6 separate regions of the Mus musculus genome follow, and all the other regions are linked to region 4. The links are chromatin contacts, called in public HiChIP or PLAC-seq, Micro-C and promoter capture Hi-C maps. All regions are on one chromosome and are shown on one strand. Each heading gives the region's core, a stretch centred on a gene start, on an enhancer-like site or on the middle of the called end of the contact. The rest is flanking DNA. Distances are from core to core; before and after follow the strand shown. Region 1 holds the start of Ttll1 (tubulin tyrosine ligase-like 1). Region 2 holds the start of Pacsin2 (protein kinase C and casein kinase substrate in neurons 2). Region 3 holds the start of Naga (N-acetyl galactosaminidase, alpha). Region 4 holds the start of Tbrg3 (transforming growth factor beta regulated gene 3). Region 5 holds the start of Wbp2nl (WBP2 N-terminal like). Region 6 holds the start of Cyp2d22 (cytochrome P450, family 2, subfamily d, polypeptide 22).

What was found. Promoter capture Hi-C pulls out the DNA fragments that hold promoters and counts their contacts. Hi-C and Micro-C count contacts between places; a contact is called where the count stands out from the background. HiChIP or PLAC-seq counts read pairs in DNA pulled down with a chosen protein or histone mark. Capture Hi-C pulls out chosen DNA fragments and counts their contacts.
Region 1: a promoter capture Hi-C map of liver shows a contact between it and region 4, with 2.6 times the contacts expected there. The contact joins the promoter of Ttll1 here to the promoter of Tbrg3 in region 4. A contact is called at or near these places in 12 of 39 promoter capture datasets (the 3T3-L1 cell line, 3T3-L1-derived adipocytes, the C10 cell line and 8 more), 3 of 484 Hi-C or Micro-C datasets (embryonic fibroblasts, embryonic stem cells and pre-B cells), 3 of 115 datasets of contacts at active chromatin or transcription factors (bone marrow-derived macrophages, embryonic stem cells and pancreatic cancer cells) and 2 of 9 other capture datasets (adipose tissue and liver).
Region 2: a contact with region 4 is called in a promoter capture Hi-C map of pre-B cells, with 3 times the contacts expected there. The contact joins the promoter of Pacsin2 here to the promoter of Tbrg3 in region 4. A contact is called at or near these places in 5 of 39 promoter capture datasets (the 3T3-L1 cell line, the C10 cell line, hippocampal neurons and 2 more), 1 of 15 datasets of contacts at CTCF or cohesin (the NIH/3T3 cell line), 1 of 115 datasets of contacts at active chromatin or transcription factors (pancreatic cancer cells) and 1 of 9 other capture datasets (adipose tissue).
Region 3: an H3K27ac HiChIP or PLAC-seq map of embryonic stem cells shows a contact between it and region 4, with 11 read pairs. The contact joins the promoter of Naga here to the promoter of Tbrg3 in region 4. A contact is called at or near these places in 7 of 39 promoter capture datasets (the 3T3-L1 cell line, the C10 cell line, the HPC-7 cell line and 3 more), 6 of 484 Hi-C or Micro-C datasets (LSK cells, embryonic stem cells and muscle stem cells), 13 of 115 datasets of contacts at active chromatin or transcription factors (astrocytes, differentiating embryonic stem cells, double positive thymocytes and 9 more) and 1 of 9 other capture datasets (embryonic stem cells).
Region 5: a contact with region 4 is called in a Micro-C map of embryonic stem cells, with 2.9 times the contacts expected there. The contact joins the promoter of Wbp2nl here to the promoter of Tbrg3 in region 4. A contact is called at or near these places in 1 of 39 promoter capture datasets (hippocampal neurons), 1 of 484 Hi-C or Micro-C datasets (embryonic stem cells), 2 of 115 datasets of contacts at active chromatin or transcription factors (embryonic stem cells and stem cell-derived neural progenitor cells) and 1 of 9 other capture datasets (embryonic stem cells).
Region 6: a contact with region 4 is called in an H3K27ac HiChIP or PLAC-seq map of embryonic stem cells, with 2.5 times the contacts expected there. The contact joins the promoter of Cyp2d22 here to the promoter of Tbrg3 in region 4. A contact is called at or near these places in 2 of 39 promoter capture datasets (the C10 cell line and trophoblast stem cells) and 2 of 115 datasets of contacts at active chromatin or transcription factors (embryonic stem cells and trophoblast stem cells).

What each region holds. Positions count from the first base shown.
Region 1 is chr15:83,509,596-83,512,295 of GRCm38.p6, reverse strand. It overlaps Ttll1 (tubulin tyrosine ligase-like 1), which reads left to right and starts at 1,389. Exons shown (of 12, transcript NM_178869.4): 1 at 1,389-1,562.
Region 2 is chr15:83,463,302-83,466,113 of GRCm38.p6, reverse strand. Pacsin2 (protein kinase C and casein kinase substrate in neurons 2) reads left to right here and starts at 1,508. Exons shown (of 11, transcript NM_001159509.1): 1 at 1,508-1,655.
Region 3 is chr15:82,337,416-82,340,115 of GRCm38.p6, reverse strand. It overlaps Naga (N-acetyl galactosaminidase, alpha), which reads left to right and starts at 1,290. Exons shown (of 10, transcript NM_008669.4): 1 at 1,290-1,364; 2 at 1,802-1,878; 3 at 2,594-2,700. The coding sequence starts at 1,863. It also overlaps a transcript of Pheta2 not described here.
Region 4 is chr15:82,897,108-82,899,807 of GRCm38.p6, reverse strand. Tbrg3 (transforming growth factor beta regulated gene 3) reads left to right here and starts at 1,347. Exons shown (of 1, transcript NR_027799.1): 1 at 1,347-2,700. All of the region lies in intron 1 of Tcf20 (transcription factor 20), which reads left to right. Gm20324 (predicted gene, 20324) reads right to left here and starts at 728. Exons shown (of 4, transcript NR_045068.1): 1 at 540-728.
Region 5 is chr15:82,297,580-82,300,361 of GRCm38.p6, reverse strand. It overlaps Wbp2nl (WBP2 N-terminal like), which reads right to left and starts at 1,378. Exons shown (of 6, transcript NM_029066.1): 1 at 1,294-1,378. The coding sequence starts at 1,355.
Region 6 is chr15:82,378,877-82,381,576 of GRCm38.p6, reverse strand. Cyp2d22 (cytochrome P450, family 2, subfamily d, polypeptide 22) reads left to right here and starts at 1,317. Exons shown (of 10, transcript NM_019823.4): 1 at 1,317-1,499.

The DNA.
Region 1 (2,700 bases), core at 140-2,639, 610 kb before region 4:
GGGCTACACAGAGAAACCCTGTCTCAAACAAACAAACAAAACAAAACAAAAAACAAACAAACAAAACAAAACATACCGTCTGGACAAATGCTTCAAATCCTTTGGGAGGGCCCCTTGTTGTCACTACATGCCGAATGAAATGTTCACATTACATTACAACTTCAGAAACACGAGTTAATCGTCATCTCTGATTTCTGGATGGCAAAGTGGAGTGTCAGTAGGAGACAATGGCTAACCCTGCCCCGCACCTGCTTGGCCTCCAGATGCCTAGCTCAGTCTGTCATCTTGTATCCTGTCTTTTTTTTTTTTTTTTTTGGACTTAATTTTCATTTTTAAATTTTATTCGTGTGTGTGTGTGTGTGTGTGTGTGTATGTTTAGCCTACACATATTTCAATGCACCATATGCGCAGTTAACAGAAGGTTGTGAGCCACTATGTGGGTGCTGGGTATTGCCCTTCTTTGGAAGAGAAGTCAGTGCTCTTAACTGCCAAGCCATCTCTCCAGTCCTATTTTTATGTTTTTATCATGCGTGTGTGCACGAATGTTTTTTACATGTGTGCAGGGGCCCATGGAGGCCATTGGCTTCCGGTTTCTGATCCCGAGTTGGAGTTACATGCAGGTGGTTGTGGGGAGCCTGGCATGGGTGCTGGGAACTGAACGTGGGTCCTATGCAATAACACAGCACGTTTTTTTAAACCTCTGAGCCAATTTCCAGATTCTTTTTTTTTTTGGTTTGTTGGTTTTTTTTTTTTTGGTTTGTTTTTTGTTTTTGTTTTTCGAGACAGGGTTTCTCTGTGTAGCCCTGGCTGTCCCGGAACTCACTCTGTAGACCAGGCTGGCTTCGAACTCAGAAATCCGCCTGCTTCTGCCTCCCAAGTGCTGGGATTAAAGGCATGCGCCACCACTACCCGGCTTCACTAATTTCTTAATAACATTTATTGTGTGTGGGCGTGGGGAGGGGGTGCGTTCAACATGGCACACGAGTGGAGATCAAAAGACTACTTGTAGGTATCTGTTCTCTCCATCCATCACATATGTAGGTCCCGGGAGTCGAACTGAGCTGATAAGGCTTGGCTGCAAGCACCTTTATCCGCTGGCCCTGGCCCTTACAACTCTCATTTCTGGCCCTGAAGGGTGCGCGGATAGGATACCTTGCGCTTTCTAGCCTCTAAGCGGTGGATAGATAACTCGCAGAAAAATACCGAGGCAGGAAAGAAGGTGTCACAACCATGGACAGAAAAAATAATCAGGAAGCAGTAGCGCCAGCGGTTTTCGCGTTCTCGGTTGCTAGGACACCTCTCCGGAAGTGGAGTGAGCAAGGCGGACTGGTTGCAGTAGAGAGGACGGGCGGGCGGGGTCTTGTGCGCCGTGGGCGTGGCCGCGCGTGGAGATTGCGCACGCGCAGGCGGGCTTGCCCGTGAAGGATCCGGGCGGTTTAGCTTCTGCTACCCAGTCCGTGTCTCCGCTGCTCAACGTCGTTTTCTCTGTTGATATCCTGGGACTTGCCTTGTGCCTTCAACTGCTGTAATTGCATCATTATCTTTCTTACCGGCTATTCTAGGTAGGCTTTCAGTGCATCCACAGCCTGTATTGTTTGAGGTGGCATCTGTTGGGGGAGGTTGGGGGGCGCCGCACCTGTACGGGGAGCTCAAGGCTGCTCTACTTGCTCCTCTGCAAGACTGCACCGACCCGAGATGTTGCCCTCTTTGTTAGGAGGGGGATCTGGGAGTTGTGGTCCTCTGTGGAGCCCGGGCGGGGTGGGGTGGGGGGGGGGTGTTGCAGGGACTGCGTCCTCAACTGGACGCAGGAAGTATAGCCTTGCAAACCAAGTTGGTCTTGGTAAAACAGGCTTTGTTTGGGAAACACTTAATGAGCATAAAACAGTGATGTCATATGGCGGCACAAAAAGAGAAGCCCTGCTGTGCTGTCAATGAATGGGAGATACTAGTAGACAGCCACTTTAGGTCATGGCACTGTCTACCTACAGTGGTGTGGAGAGGAGTGGAGGTCATGGATGTGCAGTATTATATACTATTTTCTTTATTTAAATAGTCTTCATTATTTAATTTTTAATTATGTGTATATGTTTGTGTCTCAGTGCGCGGGGGTGGGGGTGGGGGTGCACGTGAGTGTAAGTGCTGGTGGAAGCCAGAAGAGGGCGTATGGGAGCTCCTTGGAGCTGGAATTATATACAGAAGGTTGTGTGCTGAGTGCTGAGGACCAAACTTATGTCCTCCGCAAGAGCAGGACTGGGTCTTACAGCTGAGCCATCTCTCCAGCCATTTAGGTCTTATTTTCTTAGAGATAGCTTCCCCCCGCCCCTTTCATTGAAAGCTTGTTGGAAAAGAATATAGATACTGGGAATCCTGGTGTCGTCGTGACGTCACTGACCCTGATTTGTAAAAATGTCAAAGTGTGGGAAGCAGGGACCTTGCTTTCTGAGGCTGGACACAGAAGGGTGATGAGACTCTGGTGAGTTCTCATCTTGCTGTTCCTAGGAAGGCTGCCTTGACTCCTGTCTGCGGCTGTGATCACAGCAGAGGTTGAAGCTCTTTGGAGTACTCCAACAAGCAAGTGTTCTGAGCTGCCCATCTTCCCCCGAGTCGCATTCTGCATGTTCCTAGGAAGCCAGGTCTTTATAGGTGATTGTTGCTGGTTTCTCCACCATGGAGGGCTGGGCTTCCTCTCATTCACTGACT
Region 2 (2,812 bases), core at 259-2,758, 570 kb before region 4:
TTAAAAGGGTATTTTACAGGCAATACAGCTAGCCTCTGGGTAATTAAATAAATACATAAATAAATACATATTGAAAATGTTGGTCACTGTAAGGATATGAGTGGGGGAGGTTATTTTATATTTTCTGGGTGGGGGAGGGGCAAGGTCTCATATAGCTTAGGCTGACCTGAACTCTCTATGCAGTTGAGGATGACTGTGAATTCCTGATCTTTCTGCCTCTACCTCCTAAATGCTGAGATTACAGGCAGGTACCACTATGTCCAGCCTGAAAACTGGACTTCCTGTGTAGCTGGGGATGACCTTGAACTCCTGACCCTCCTGTTCTACCTTCCAAGTGCTACCTACTACATCTGCCTTTTCTGTTTTGTTTTGTTTGCAGGGAGGTTGAGGCAGGGTCTTACTATATATTCCAGGCTGACCTTACCTTTTTTTCTTTCTTTCTTCCAATTACTCGGTTGCGTAGGCTGCCTGGAGCTCTCAGCCATTCTCCTGTATCCGCCTCTTGAGTACTGGGATTACAGACACTAGCCACTGTCTGCCACCATTTACTCTTTACTCCATACAGTTCCCAGAAAGTTACCTGCTGTCAGTTTCTCAGACCCTCACCCACGCATCGCTTACTGTCCTCCTGGCCGGGACTGTGTGAGGTAGTGCTCAGCGAGGTATTAGCCGTTTTGGCTCATTATTTCTCTTTGCTCATAGGGCCAACCTCCTATCTGGCAGCGCTATGTGAGAAGCAGAAAGTCTGTATATTGTCTGGTGCTCTGATGGCCATATCGGCATCCTCTGGAGGGAAGTCTCTCCACCCCACTTCCTCTTCTTTTTTGTGTTTTTGGTTAGCCTGTAACACACTATGTAGACCACAGTGGCCATGAACGCAGAGATCCACCTGCCTCTGCCTCCTGAGTGCTGGGATTAAACGCGTGCGCCACCATCCCTGGCTTGGAGGAAACTTTCTTTAAAAAAAAAAAAAAATTGTGTGTATGAGTGTTAGCATGTCTGTACCTCGTGCGTGCCTGGTACCAACAAAGGCCAGAAGAGGGCGTCAGACAGATAACCCTCCAACTGGAATTTCAGATCAGGGTAAGCCTCTACGTACTAGGTACTTGGAATGGAATCCGGGTCCTCTAGAAAAGTAGCAATTTCTCCAGATCCGAGGAAACTTTCTCAAAGTCCACCTTATCTGAATTATAGATCAGGGACCGCAGTTGTTCTGGGTGCTAGGGAAACCACAAAACTCTGGCCCACTTTAAAAAAAAGTCCTTTAGTCCCGGTCCTTTGGGCGTCTCCCAGGGAGTGACCCGTGTTGGCCTCTCAGCGGCTTAAGTAGTAGCTCCTCGTTTGACTGACAGGAAAGGCCGCTAATGCTAGCCCAAGGTAGTTCCTTTAGCTTCTGGGGGGGCGTGCCGCCTCCGCTTTAGACTATCCAATCTGGAGCGCCGCTGGGCCGAAGGGCGGGGTCTGGATGCAGGCAACCAATAGGGCGAGCACAGCGGGCGCGGCGGGGGCGGCGCGGTCGCGGCTGGCGGCAGAAGCGGCTGCGGCGGGTCTGGGCAGGGCCGGGGAGCTCGGTTGGAGCGGAACGGGAAGGGGTCGGAGTCGCAGCCCGGCCGGGGCGGCGTGCTCAGTGGGACCCGAGGCGAACGGCGGCCGAGGTGAGGGGTGCGCCGCGACGGTTGGGACACGGGTCGGTGGCCGCGCCTACCCCTGTCAGGCCGCGCTGGGGCCGAGCGCGCGGGGCCGCGCCGCTCGAAACTTCTAGTCCGCGCGCGGGGGGCCACGCGCCGGCGGGCGGAGCCCGGGAGGCCCGAAGGGCGGCCGGAGCGGACGAGTCCCACGCGGACGCACTCATGGGGCGCTTTGCAGACTCTTGCCTTCCATTTCCGTCCTCCCCACACTCTGTGACCGCCGTGGTGAGAGCCAAGCCTGACCGGTGAACACGAACTAGGGGTGTGAGGCGAGACAGGAAAGGCTGCATGCTGTCCTTTTTGACTTTCATAGTTTTCGAGACTCAGTGGATCCGAATCGTCAATTCCCTCCTACCTCCCGTGGGGGCTCTAGAGCCGCGTTCTCTTCTCTTCCCAAAGACCCCAGGCTTGCGGACCCCCTCTGAGAAGGTCCACTTTTCTTTTTTTCCAGGAGTGGATCCAGAGGAGCTGGCTAGGGATCTCAAGGCCTTAGAGGTTAGACCTGGAAGTAGACACGCCCCAGGGGTGCTGCGTTCTTGTTGGCCCCTTGAGGGAAGATAGTTTTGGTCCGGGCTGTGTGCACCATCCCTGGCCCTTGTCGGCTTCCCTTGACCGCAGCTGTCCTTAGGTTTAGTGATGAAGGGGGAGTAGGTTGCTGACAGTCTCCAGGGCTACTCATTAGCGGTTTAGCAAAAACACTTCTGCACTGTCCTGATGTAAATCTATTTAATCCCGAGTTGTGGACGTGAGCTCACACCTTCCTACCCCCTGCAGGTTTTCCACTTTGCTTAAGTTCTGGTCTTGCACCTCTGGGATTGTCAGCTTGGAGCCCCTGGTGAAGGGATCAGCCAGGTGAACTGGGTTCTGTGTTAGCCTCCCTCTTCCGTCCCTGGGCGCTCAGATTCACTTTTCCACAGAAGTCCGGATTTGAGAGTTAGCGTAGTTGGGGGTTCTCCTGACTTTCCTGGAACACTCTAGTCTGTGCATTTACACTGAACTGTAGAGTTTGGCAGTCTCCTTGGTGAAGCTATGCTACTTTAGCCGTGAGGCCACTACATGAAAAACTTGTGTGATGTGTGCAGTTTAGAGGCTTTAAAGAAACTGATCATTGGGCTGATGGATAT
Region 3 (2,700 bases), core at 41-2,540, 560 kb after region 4:
ATATCTAGAAGTGCATTCTAAGCAGAAGGCACAGCTGGTTCAAAGGCTGTGTTTGAGGGGCCACAAGGAGGGCAATGAGGAAGATGACGGCAGGGAATAGGGTCAAAAGGTAGAGGGTGGGGTTTAGAAACACCATTTCCCCAAACTAAGAGAGTAGCCATCACACAGACTTCAGAGAGACAAGACCAGGGCTGGGTTGGGTTCGTTTTTTTAGGTTAAGTGTGTGCCCGATTATCTGCCTGTATGTGCACCATGTGAATGCCTGGTGGCCTCAGAGTTCAGAAGAGGGCATCAGATCCCCTGGCATGTGAGTCTGGAGACGGACCCTCGTGCTCTGCCAGAGCACTAAGTGCTCTTAACCACTGAGCCATCTTACCAGCCCACAGAGCTGAGTTTTCAGGTTTGCCTTGGCTGCCTTGGAGAAGTAAGGTGGACAAAGGAGGCCCTTGAGGGCTGTCTCCGAATCATCCAGGCAATATGTAATGAGGCCAGCGTTACTGGGTGGGATGAGAGGTGGAATTTAAAGGCAGGAATCAATTTTTGGACAATTGCATGTAAAGGCTGAGAGAAAAGATTGGCAGAGAAGTCGGTTTGCCATTACCTGATAGGAGGAAAATGGCACAGATTCGGAGAGGGGACAGCTATGATCATCATCGGTGTAAAGGCATCCAGAAATAGTGGTTGGCACCTAGCCTGTGTTTAACATATGAATAAGTAATGAATAAATACATTTGGGGAGTGGGTGGGCGAACAACCCCTTGGGTGTCAGGTGGAGGGGGCAGCCTCCTGACCTTTCGAGAGCTGAAACCCCACCCAGCCTCTTTCACTACCGTTTTCGAGTGGTTAAGAGCAAGGTTTCAGGTGGATTTCTGAGTTCGAGGCCAACCTCGTCTAGAGAATGAGTTCCAGGACACAGAGAAACCCTGTCTCGAAGAAACAAAACAAAATAAAACAAACAAACAAACAAACAAACAAACAAAAAAAGAGCAAGGTATCGCCCTCTGTAGGAATTCACTGCACAGCTACTTACTGAGCACGGGCAGTGCGGGCCACCACCCCCGCCCTCTGGGGCGGAGGACGGAGGACTCCAACCAGACCCGAGGCACAGCGGCGCGCGCACAGGGCGCCCAAGCCGACTTCCCACGGGAGCGCGCCTCGGGAACGCGCAGAACGCGAGCTTAGATGGGCGGAGCTTTTGGAGGCTGGGAGCTGGGGCATAGAGGGAGGGCACGGCGTTGCTAGGGGATTCTGATTGGTTGCTCAAGAAGGGTTGTCCCGTGACATTCCGCCTCCCGGGTCGCTATAGGTACAAGCGGCCGCCACGGGGGCTTTCACGGCTTACCGCGGACTGAGCGAGCGCGAGGGTAAGAATCAAGGGGGACCCTGGGCCTGCGATGTTTAAGAACCGAGAATCTGAACCCACACGGGGACCTGGAACCGGACATGGCCTATAGCCTTCCTTCTTCCTGGTATTCCTAGAACCAGTCACAACCGCTCTTGGGCAAAGTGTCCTAGACTATTTGTAGTTCTAAAAGAAGAGCTTAGATTCCGGGAAGTAAAGGGTAGGGAAGGAGTGTGTGAGGGTAGTGAAAGCGACTTGGGACCAAATGTGGAATCCGTAACTTTTATTTTCGGAGATAGGGTCTCTCTACCTAGTAGCCCTGGCTGGCCTGAAACTGGCTATGTGGACCAGGCTGGCCCAGAACTCAGAGATCCTCCTGCTTCTACCTCCTGAGTGCTGAGATTAAAGGTGGGTCCCACTATGCCCGGTGGGATACATAACATCTGTTATCTTCCACAGTTCAGCATATAAAGCTGCTAAGAGCAGATTCGAGTGGGTCCTGAGATTTGACTCCAAGGCAATGTTGCAGAAGACAGGTACCCTCACCTACTCAGGTGGCTTTGCAGGGGAGGACTGTGGCGAGGAAGCCCCAGCCCTCCTCTTTCTTGATGGGGGTATGTGGGGAGAAGTGTGCCTCTCCTTGGAGCTGGGCCAGGAAAATCAAGGAGATGCCCCACACCTCAGAATCGTTTCCCCTCCAAAGAGGCCACTTCCTTTTTCAGCCCTGCTCCAGTGTATAGGTCCTATCTTACCCGATCCTGGCGGGCTGTAGCAGCCCTGTCATGTGGGTGTGGTAATTTATATATAAGGAAGCTGAAAGCCAAGAGGAAGGGGCTTGTGTAGGTGAGCAGCTGGGTACAAGTCCACCCTGACCAACCCCTTTAGGCCCTTCTGAGGCTTTCTGAGGTGGAGAGCAAAAACTCCAAGGCCTCAGAAACCCAGAGTCCACAATGAACTGTCATTTCTGTGTAGGGAGGGAGGGAAGAGGGCATCTGGTCTCATGTATATCAAGGACATGACTTCAGGGGTCCGTTCCATTGATTCCCAGTCTGTAGCAACAGCTTTTTGAATACATTACTTTGCCCCATGTACCCCCCCCCCCAGACTGCACTCACAGGCTGAGGCAACTCTAACCCTACTGGCCTGTACCTGGGGAGGGCTGAAGGGCTGGAGGGGTTGAGGTGATGACTGGGGTTGGGGGGTGGGGTGCTGTAGGAACCATTTACAAGTCACCATCCACCTCCCCCTCAGTGCTCTTACTGGCCCTGGTGGCTCAGGTACTGATGCTGGAGAATGGGCTACTGCGGACTCCACCCATGGGCTGGCTGGCCTGGGAACGCTTCCGCTGTAACATCGAC
Region 4 (2,700 bases), core at 98-2,597:
TTTCCTGTGTGTTGGGAGAATGGAGAGAAAAAACCCGGAGCCGAGCCGCCTTCGGCCCCTGCGAGGCGGCCACGGCCTCAGCCGGGGGAGCCCTCCCTGAGGCGCGCCGGAGCGGGGAGTGAGCCAGCGAGCGCGCGGGCCGGAGCGAGCCTCTAGGGGCCGCGGCCCCGGCCCGCCCCGCCGTCGGCCTGGGCGTCCGCGCTGGAGGCGGTGGAGGCACCCCCACCCCCACCCCGCGCCGCGCCGCCGCCCCCTCCCCTCCCAGCGCCGGCGGAGGCCGAGGGACGGGCCGGGGGGCTCCTGCAGGTAACCGCCGCCCGGCCTGAGGAGAAAGGGCAGCCCGAGGGGCCGGGACCGGGCCGCGCCGCTCAGGCTGGCTGCTGGGAGCACAGGTCGTGGCCCGGCCCGCCCTGCAAGTGCTGAGCCTCGGGAGTCGCGGAGCGGGCTGAGGGGACCGGCGTGGGCTGCCGAGGGGTCAACGGCCAGGACCGGCGTCAGGGCAGAGCGGCCGGAGGCTCTGGGGCTGCGGGCGGAGATACCTGGTCGTTGCGGCCTGAGGTGCTGAGGGGTCCACGTTCTTGGCAGCCCCGCGGGGACCGGCGTTGCTGGCCTCTTGGCCGGGGGCTGGGGGCGAGGCACCCGTGAAGGGCCGGGCTTGGAGCGGGCCGGGGAGGGGCCGGCTGGGGCTGGCGGAGCAGCCGCGCGAACACCTGAGGCCATGTGGATGCGGCTGCCTGTCGCCTGCCGGCGGCCCAGAGCAGGTACCCGGCGGCGGGGCGCGAGCTAGGGGCGCAGGATGCACTTCCTGTGTGGGGCGCTCTCCCCTCCCCCGCCGCGGTGAGCAGGGCAGGGCGCAGGGTCCCGCGGAGTCCACGAAGGAGCTCTTTCTCGCGGGTAGGGGATGGGAAGGCGAGGCTCTGAGTCTCTCTTCCTCATTCTCACGGAAAAGTGGTGGCTTATAGAAGAGTTTGCTATCCGGCCTGCGGCGGGAGGTGGGATGTCTTGAGTGCGCCGGGATGGGAGTGGAATTTAGTGTGTGTGTGTGTGTGTGTGTTGGGGGGGGGCAGTGGAGCTGCGGATTCCTCCACGGTTTGTGGGTGCGGACACCAGTTTTGCTTGCCTGCCTGTATTCAACTCCTTTGGGGACGAATCAGAATTAGGGGTTTCTACCCGAGCTCTGCGTTCTCCCTCCAGAGATTAGATGACTCTGGTAAATGCTATAAAAATGGATGGAATTTTTGAGCTATTATCTAACAGGCTGATCTTTGAATGATAATTGGACCCTTATGTTAACAGCCTTAGTGAAGAGTTTTATAAAAGATTTTACATGGGGTGGCATTGGCAGCTGGGGAAACGGCACTAAATTCTGATCTAGGAGGCCTGGAATGCACTTCCAGCTTGGCCACCAAATAAACTGTAGCCCTGGGCAAGTTACCTACCCTCTCATGCCTCAATTACACTTCTGTTAAAGACTCCCTTGCAGGCCAGACATTTCGAAGGTTTATTTGAGTTTGGTTTGGTGGTTCTTCCACTCCGGTTTTGTGCTCGCTCTCATTTTGATCATAGGAACTTTACTGAGAGATGTAAGATGCGCCTCACTGGCTTGAGAAGTAACTTGGTCAGGGTAGTTTGTGCTCAATTCCCAGTGCTTTTCTGTGCTTCTGAAGAGAAAACGCACACTATTAATAGCAGTCTAGCTTATGTTGAATGCACATTATTATGCTTTTTTTTTTTCCTTTGTGATAAGAGTTTTCCGAAAAAGCACTGGCTAATTGGGAAATATGGATGCGATGATTGGGTCTGTTTTTGTTGGAAGCCCTTTCCACGTGGGGAAGGGATGCTATTTCAAGATCTTTTAGGTGACTCTTACTTGGCTAACTTCAAATTCCAATTTCAGTCTTGGAGTAGGGATAAAGTAGAATTAGCTATGCGATGTAGTAGGCTTGCAGAATTAATATCCACCTCAGGATGCAGTAAATGGTTTGCATCCCCGGTTTATTCCTAGTGGTAGCAGGGTACTTCCCTGGCAGATGCTGAAGAACCCGTTAGTTTTACTGATTTTCTGGTGTGTGAGGGCCCTGGGCCATATGCTTTTGAATGGTAAGTACTCTTAGACCAACTTGGATTTTGCTCTTGTTTGTGGAAGACTTTGTTTTGTTTTGTTTTTGTTTGTTTTTTTGTTTTTGCTCAATTCCCCATAAAATATAGCTCACTATGGTTTTTTTAGATCATTTTTTAAAAAATTTTGGTCTGTATAGCCTTAATGGTCTTTAAACGTGGATGGCAAAATGGGCTCATAATGTTTATCTTGTGTATGTGTTAAAAGAAGGTTTTCTTTTATATTAGTTAAAATCATGCCTGTCACATAAGGAGACACTTAAGATTATACATATGAGTTATTTGGAATTTTTTATTAGGACTTGAATTATGACCTCATGTTTACTGTATGATTTGAAAAAGTGCCAGTTACTTGAATTAGAAGCACCTCTCACACTCAAGTATGTATTATGCTTGTTTTATGGCTTATGAAAAAATTACTATAAAGCTTTACTGTGGTAGTTTGTGAGTGTGTATGTATGTACGTATGTATATGAGAGATCTTACATAGGTAAGATAGTAGGAGAATTGCCTTTATTAAGTTTTAACTTAGAGAGGAAAGGAAGCTAACATTTACGTTAAAAACAAAAACAATGTATGGAC
Region 5 (2,782 bases), core at 129-2,628, 600 kb after region 4:
CCCAAATGTGTCTCATAACTATAAAGAAAACTAAAAATAGAATCAATTTTCCTCCTCTCAAACTCTTTCCTTACTGTCGTTTGTATCTGAGAAAGGTAGAGAACTGATTGTTCCTTGATGAAGAGACAGAGAAACCCTGTCTCAAAAAACCAAAAACCAAAACAAAACAAAACAAAACAAAAAACAGCAAGAGAAGTTGATGCATAGCATATAACTTCAAATCCAAGTCCAGGCGTTCCCATGGGCACTGAAAATGATTTTGAGCAAATTATTTCTCATATGCCTACCTGTGAAATGAGGGAAACGGCTCACTGCAGACAGTGCAGTTATCAAGACAAAGAATCCTTGCTATGCTTAGCTATTCAGTGAAAATGATCGGTACGTATTCAAGAGCACAGATTCTAAAAATTTAAAGGAACAACGACAAGAACAAAAAACCGGGACTTTTCTTCTTTGAGACAGAGTCTTTCTACAATATAGCTCTGGCTGTCCTGGAACTCGCTTTGTAGATCAGGCTGGTCTCGAACTGACCTCAAGAGTTCTATTTAAGCACATCATTGAATGAGTCTCACAGCTAAGTGAGAAATAAAAGGAAATCAGCAGAGCGAGGGCAGAATCCAGAAGAGGCGGAGACAGAGGGTAAGGAAAGTGGGTGAGGGGTAGATTAAAGGACATGTGTCAAAGTCACTAAGTTTGCCTAGAGGTGGGCTTCTCCTGACAGAGAAGCCCCAGCACCATGAGCGACTGGAAATGCCATGTCTTCCTCGGTCCCCCCTAATTTTGTTCCCAGTCTTTTCAGTAAAGGTGACAATATCCTAGGTTGAAGCAACCAAGAAAAGGCACTTCCGGGGGTGGGTGGGTGGAGGAAGGCTTGTGACAATTCTGGATTAGTTACCTACACTCCACATCCTAGCCCTTCTTCCAACTCGCCTACCCCTTTGTTCCTGGTGGCCTGAGGCGCACCCAGGGCCCTCAGGGTGACTGTCACCCTCTTAAAGTCGTAAAGTCGCACACAGCCACTGGAAGCTGTCCAGCAATGCAAGGGCTGGCACACTCTTCACACAATCCTCGCTCAAGCCTTTCCTCTGAGGATGCCCGCGCCCCTCGCACCCGCGCACGCGCCTAGCCACAGGCTCTTGGACTTGGCCGCTGGCGCATGCGTTCAAACGTCAGGGGCGGAGCTCCGAGGAAAGGGCGGGAAAGCCCTCGATTCGCAGAGGGCTTTCTAGCGCACATATCTACCCTGAGCATCTCCTCCCTCCTTGACAGCAGCCTGAAAGTCCCCTCAGGCACCTTTCACCATGAGGGATGGCGGCCCAACGGCGGTCCACTGTATGGTTCTGGTTCACTGCCATCTTGCTCTAGGTCTCCTCCCGCCGCCGCCTCCGCCGCCGCCAGCTCTTCAAATGGAAAGGGGCGGGGCCTGCAAGGCAGTGGGCGGGTCCCTGAGGAGAGGGCGGAGATTATGGCGCAGAAACCCTGGAGTTGAGTGGGCAGCTGTCACAAGAGGAGCTGTCACAAGTCAGAGGAGGAGAGCCTGGGTGAGGAAAAGGGGCGTGTTCGTGGAGCTGGCTTTACCCCTAGAACGGGGAGGGTCTGAAGGATGGGTGACTAGCCTCTGTCATGTTAGGCCTACAACCAGCCTTGGTCCTGCTAGGAGCTAGTGGTTTAAAAAGTAGCCATTAACCCAAAATCTTAGTCCAGATTAACCCCCAAACCAACTCAGGGTGAGGGTCTACATTTTCTCCACTCTTATAAGACCAGAGCTTCCTTCCATCAAAGAGGGCTTAGGACAGAACCAATGGTCTTGGGAGAGAACATCCAAAAAGATGAGCTAGGTCAGGAAGTGGACAGTGAATTTCAACCTTCAGTGGGTCCAATTCTTGGATGCATTTGTAGGTGTCCCACTCAATCTATTACTCAAGATATTCTAGAGTGTTATTGTGTCAGTGAAGAAATGAAAATTGTCAAATAATAGATATATTATCATTGTAAGACATGTGCTGATTTCAGATTTTTGTTTTGTTTTGTTGTTTTTGTTTTTGTAAATAGGGTCTCTCTATGTATCCCTAACTGTTCTGGAACTCACTATGTAGACCAGGCTGGTCTCAAATTCACAGAGATCCTCCTGCCTCTGCCTCCCAAGTGCTGGGTTTAAAGGCATGGGCCACCACACCTAGCACAGATAATTTTTTACATACAAGACTTACTAGAATTAAGACTCAAACTTACGGATGGGAGAGATGGCTCAGTGGCTAAGAGCACTGTCTGCTCTTCCAGAAGTCCTGAGTTCAAATCCCAGTAAGCACATGGTGGTTCACAACCATCTGTAATGAGATCTGATGCCCTCTTCTGGTGTGTCTGAAGACAGACAGCTACAATGTACTTACATATAATAATTTTTTTTTTTTTTTTGGTTTTTTCGAGACAGGGTTTCTCTGTATAGCCCTGGCTGTCCTGGAACTCACTTTGTAGACCAGGCTGGCCTCGAACTCAGAAATCCGCCTGCCTCTGCCTCCCGAGTGCTGGGATTAAAGGTATGCGCCACCACACCCGGCCTATAATAAATAAATCTTTAAAAAAAAGAAAAAAGAAAAAAAGAAAAGAAAAGAAAATTTAATAGAAATAGTATACAGCGGCAAACATCTTGATCTAGCCACTCCTGTCATGGTCAATAAAACCTTGAGCAAGATGATTGTGTTCTTTGGACTTGACCTTCCACACTTGAATGTTAGTGTATAGGCTTATTGTGGCTGTGATGGTTGATGTCCACCAAACAGCT
Region 6 (2,700 bases), core at 68-2,567, 520 kb after region 4:
CTCTGTTTTATTATTTTTTTTTATTTGTTTTATTTTTTTTTATTTTATTTGATTCCCATTATTTACTTTGGGGATTAAATCAGCATCTTTTAAAACTTATTGTTAGGGTGTGTACATGGAGTTGGGGGAGATGCCATCTAGAGAGGTCAAAGGACAACATCTGGGATTCCGTTCTCATCTCCCTCCTTGTTAAGGCAGGGTCTCCCTTGCTGTTACTGCCACATTACATATCCCAGGATAGCTGACCAGTGAGCTGCCAGGCATAAAACAACACCTTAAACTTACAAAAACCTTATTTGAATAACAAGTTACCTTCTGTAGTATACAGACACAGGACATCTCGTCTAGTCTCTCACCCTTCCCCGCTATACTATCTTTGCCACAGATAGCATGTTTATATGTTTTGTACTCATGAAGACAGACTTGTAACTGGTGTTCTATGCATCGGTTTTCAGGCATACAGACAAAAAGAAAGGCCTTACAACCCGAAGCACGCTAGCACTTTTACCGCGTTGTTACTGCGCCCTGTGCTCATTTCTTCTATGGCTGTGAGTTAACTGGCTAGCATCACTTCGTTTCAGCATGGAGAACTCCCTCTACTGCGCCCTGTATGCTAAGTCCACTGACACCAATGACCTTCTACATTTATCTGGAAATGACCTGCTTACTACTTAATTCCCGAAGGACATTTCTTTATTCTTAACAAAGAACATGTGGATGATGTTCTTCAGGATGTGCGTGTGTTATCCTGTGTGTGGTCTTCCGGTCTCTGTGGTCACTGATGAAAAATTAACTCTTAATCTCAGCATGATCCCCGTGTGTGTAAAGGGTGAATGAATGACTGCTTTTTACATTCTCACTGCAGTTCCCTCTGTCTTCAGTGTCCACAAGAACCATCTGTCGCTCACTGTGGTCCCTAATCCCTCTGGGAGCACAAGCTAAGTCCCAGGGGGCTCTCTGGGTGCTGGGGGAGATAGCAAGGTTTTGACCTTGGACCTGTCAGGGCTGAAGCCTCCTACTCAGAGCCCCGCCTCCTCGTTGCAGTGCCTCCTCCCAGGAAGGCCCCCCCTCCTCCTCCTCCTCCTCCTCCTCCTCCTCCTCCTCCTCCTCCTCCTCCTCCTCCTCCTCCTCCTCCTCCTCAAATCGGTCTCACCTCCCGGGAGTGGATCCGCCTCCTCAGAGTGTCCCCCTCATGCTCAGAGTGGAAGCCTCCTCCCCAGAATGTATCATCCTCCTCAGAGTTGCTCCGCCTCCTTCCCCTCCTCCCCCGCCTCCTCTTCTCCCCCCCCCCCCAACCCCATTCCTCTCCCGCCTCCTCCTCTTCCTCCTCCCCGTCAGAACGTGCCCTCCTCTTCAGAGTTGCTGCTCCTCACAACTCCCCCTCCACCTCAGAGTGAATCCTCCTGAGTTGCCCTTTTTCCTCGAGCTCCTACTCCTCCTGTTCCTGCGAGGCTCCAGACACCTCTTGCCTCTCCTCGGCTGAGTTTCAGAACGCACCGGTAAAGGCAAGGGTTGCAGGGTTGCGGGTCTGCCCATTCGCTGTACAAGGGGTGCGAGGCGGGCCCCCACCCCAACCCCTGCGCTGGGGCTACCTTGGCACTGGAGCGTAGCAGTCCCTCCCCCTGGGCGGGGCTGGAGTGGGCAGAGGGGAACCTCCAAGGGCCTCCGAGTAAACTGTTTTCCATTGTCCCAAGCTGAGGCTAAGATGCTAGAACCTCCTAGAGTCTGATAGAGGGCAGGTTTTGAAGGGCTCATCCCCTAAGACACAGAGCCTGGGAACCCGCCTGTAGCCAGGCCGCAGGGCTGAGAATCTCTGTCCTATAGTAAGCAGAGTGGAGCCTGACCCTGGACCTTTGCATAACCTGCCCTTTGGCGTGCATTCTAGCCTTATCAGGGACAGGCGGTACCTAAGCAAACCAGACCTCTCTCCGAAGACCTCTCTTTTTGCCCTTTGGGGCTCAGCGAAGGTGGGGAAAAGAGGGTGGGGACGGTGAGTGGACCCTGGACCTCACAAACTCTGCTGCACCCCCTGGAACTGGGATGTTGTTGTCAGTGATTGGCTTAGAGGATCCACCCCCATTTAATTAGGAAAAAAAATCTACACTGAGCTGGGCACAAAATCCCAGCACATGGGAAGCAGGAGCAGGAGGATCTCTGTGAGTTTCTATGACAGTCTGGTCTACATGTCTACATAGTGAGTTCCAAAACAGCCAAAGCTACATAGTGAGACTCTGTCTCAAAACAGGAAGGAAGGAAGGAAGGAAGGAAGGAAGGAAGGAAGGAAGGAAGGATAGAAAAAAAGGGAGTGAAATTCCTTGTATGTTCAGTGTAGAAATTCCCTTTTTTTTTCTATCACCAACTAGAATGTACAGTTAATACCTTGTACTCTATCATGGCTGTCCCTACCCAGCAGCCCACCCAGTTCTTGTGGGTGTCAGGGCAGCAGCAGACACTGGAGTATTCTCTCTGTAAACAGCCAAGCATTCCTCGCACCAAGTGTCCTACAGTTCTTGCCTATGTTAACTAACAGACTATTCTAGAGATTTGCTTTCCTTCCCAGCTGTTGGTTTCGTGGGTTTAAACCAGATTCCATACCGTAGCTCAGGCTGGCCTTGAACTTGATGCAATCCTGCTGCTTACAAGTAAACTACCGTGTGTATTTAGCCCTGAAGTTTTGAAAGTGTTACTGCCCACCCACCC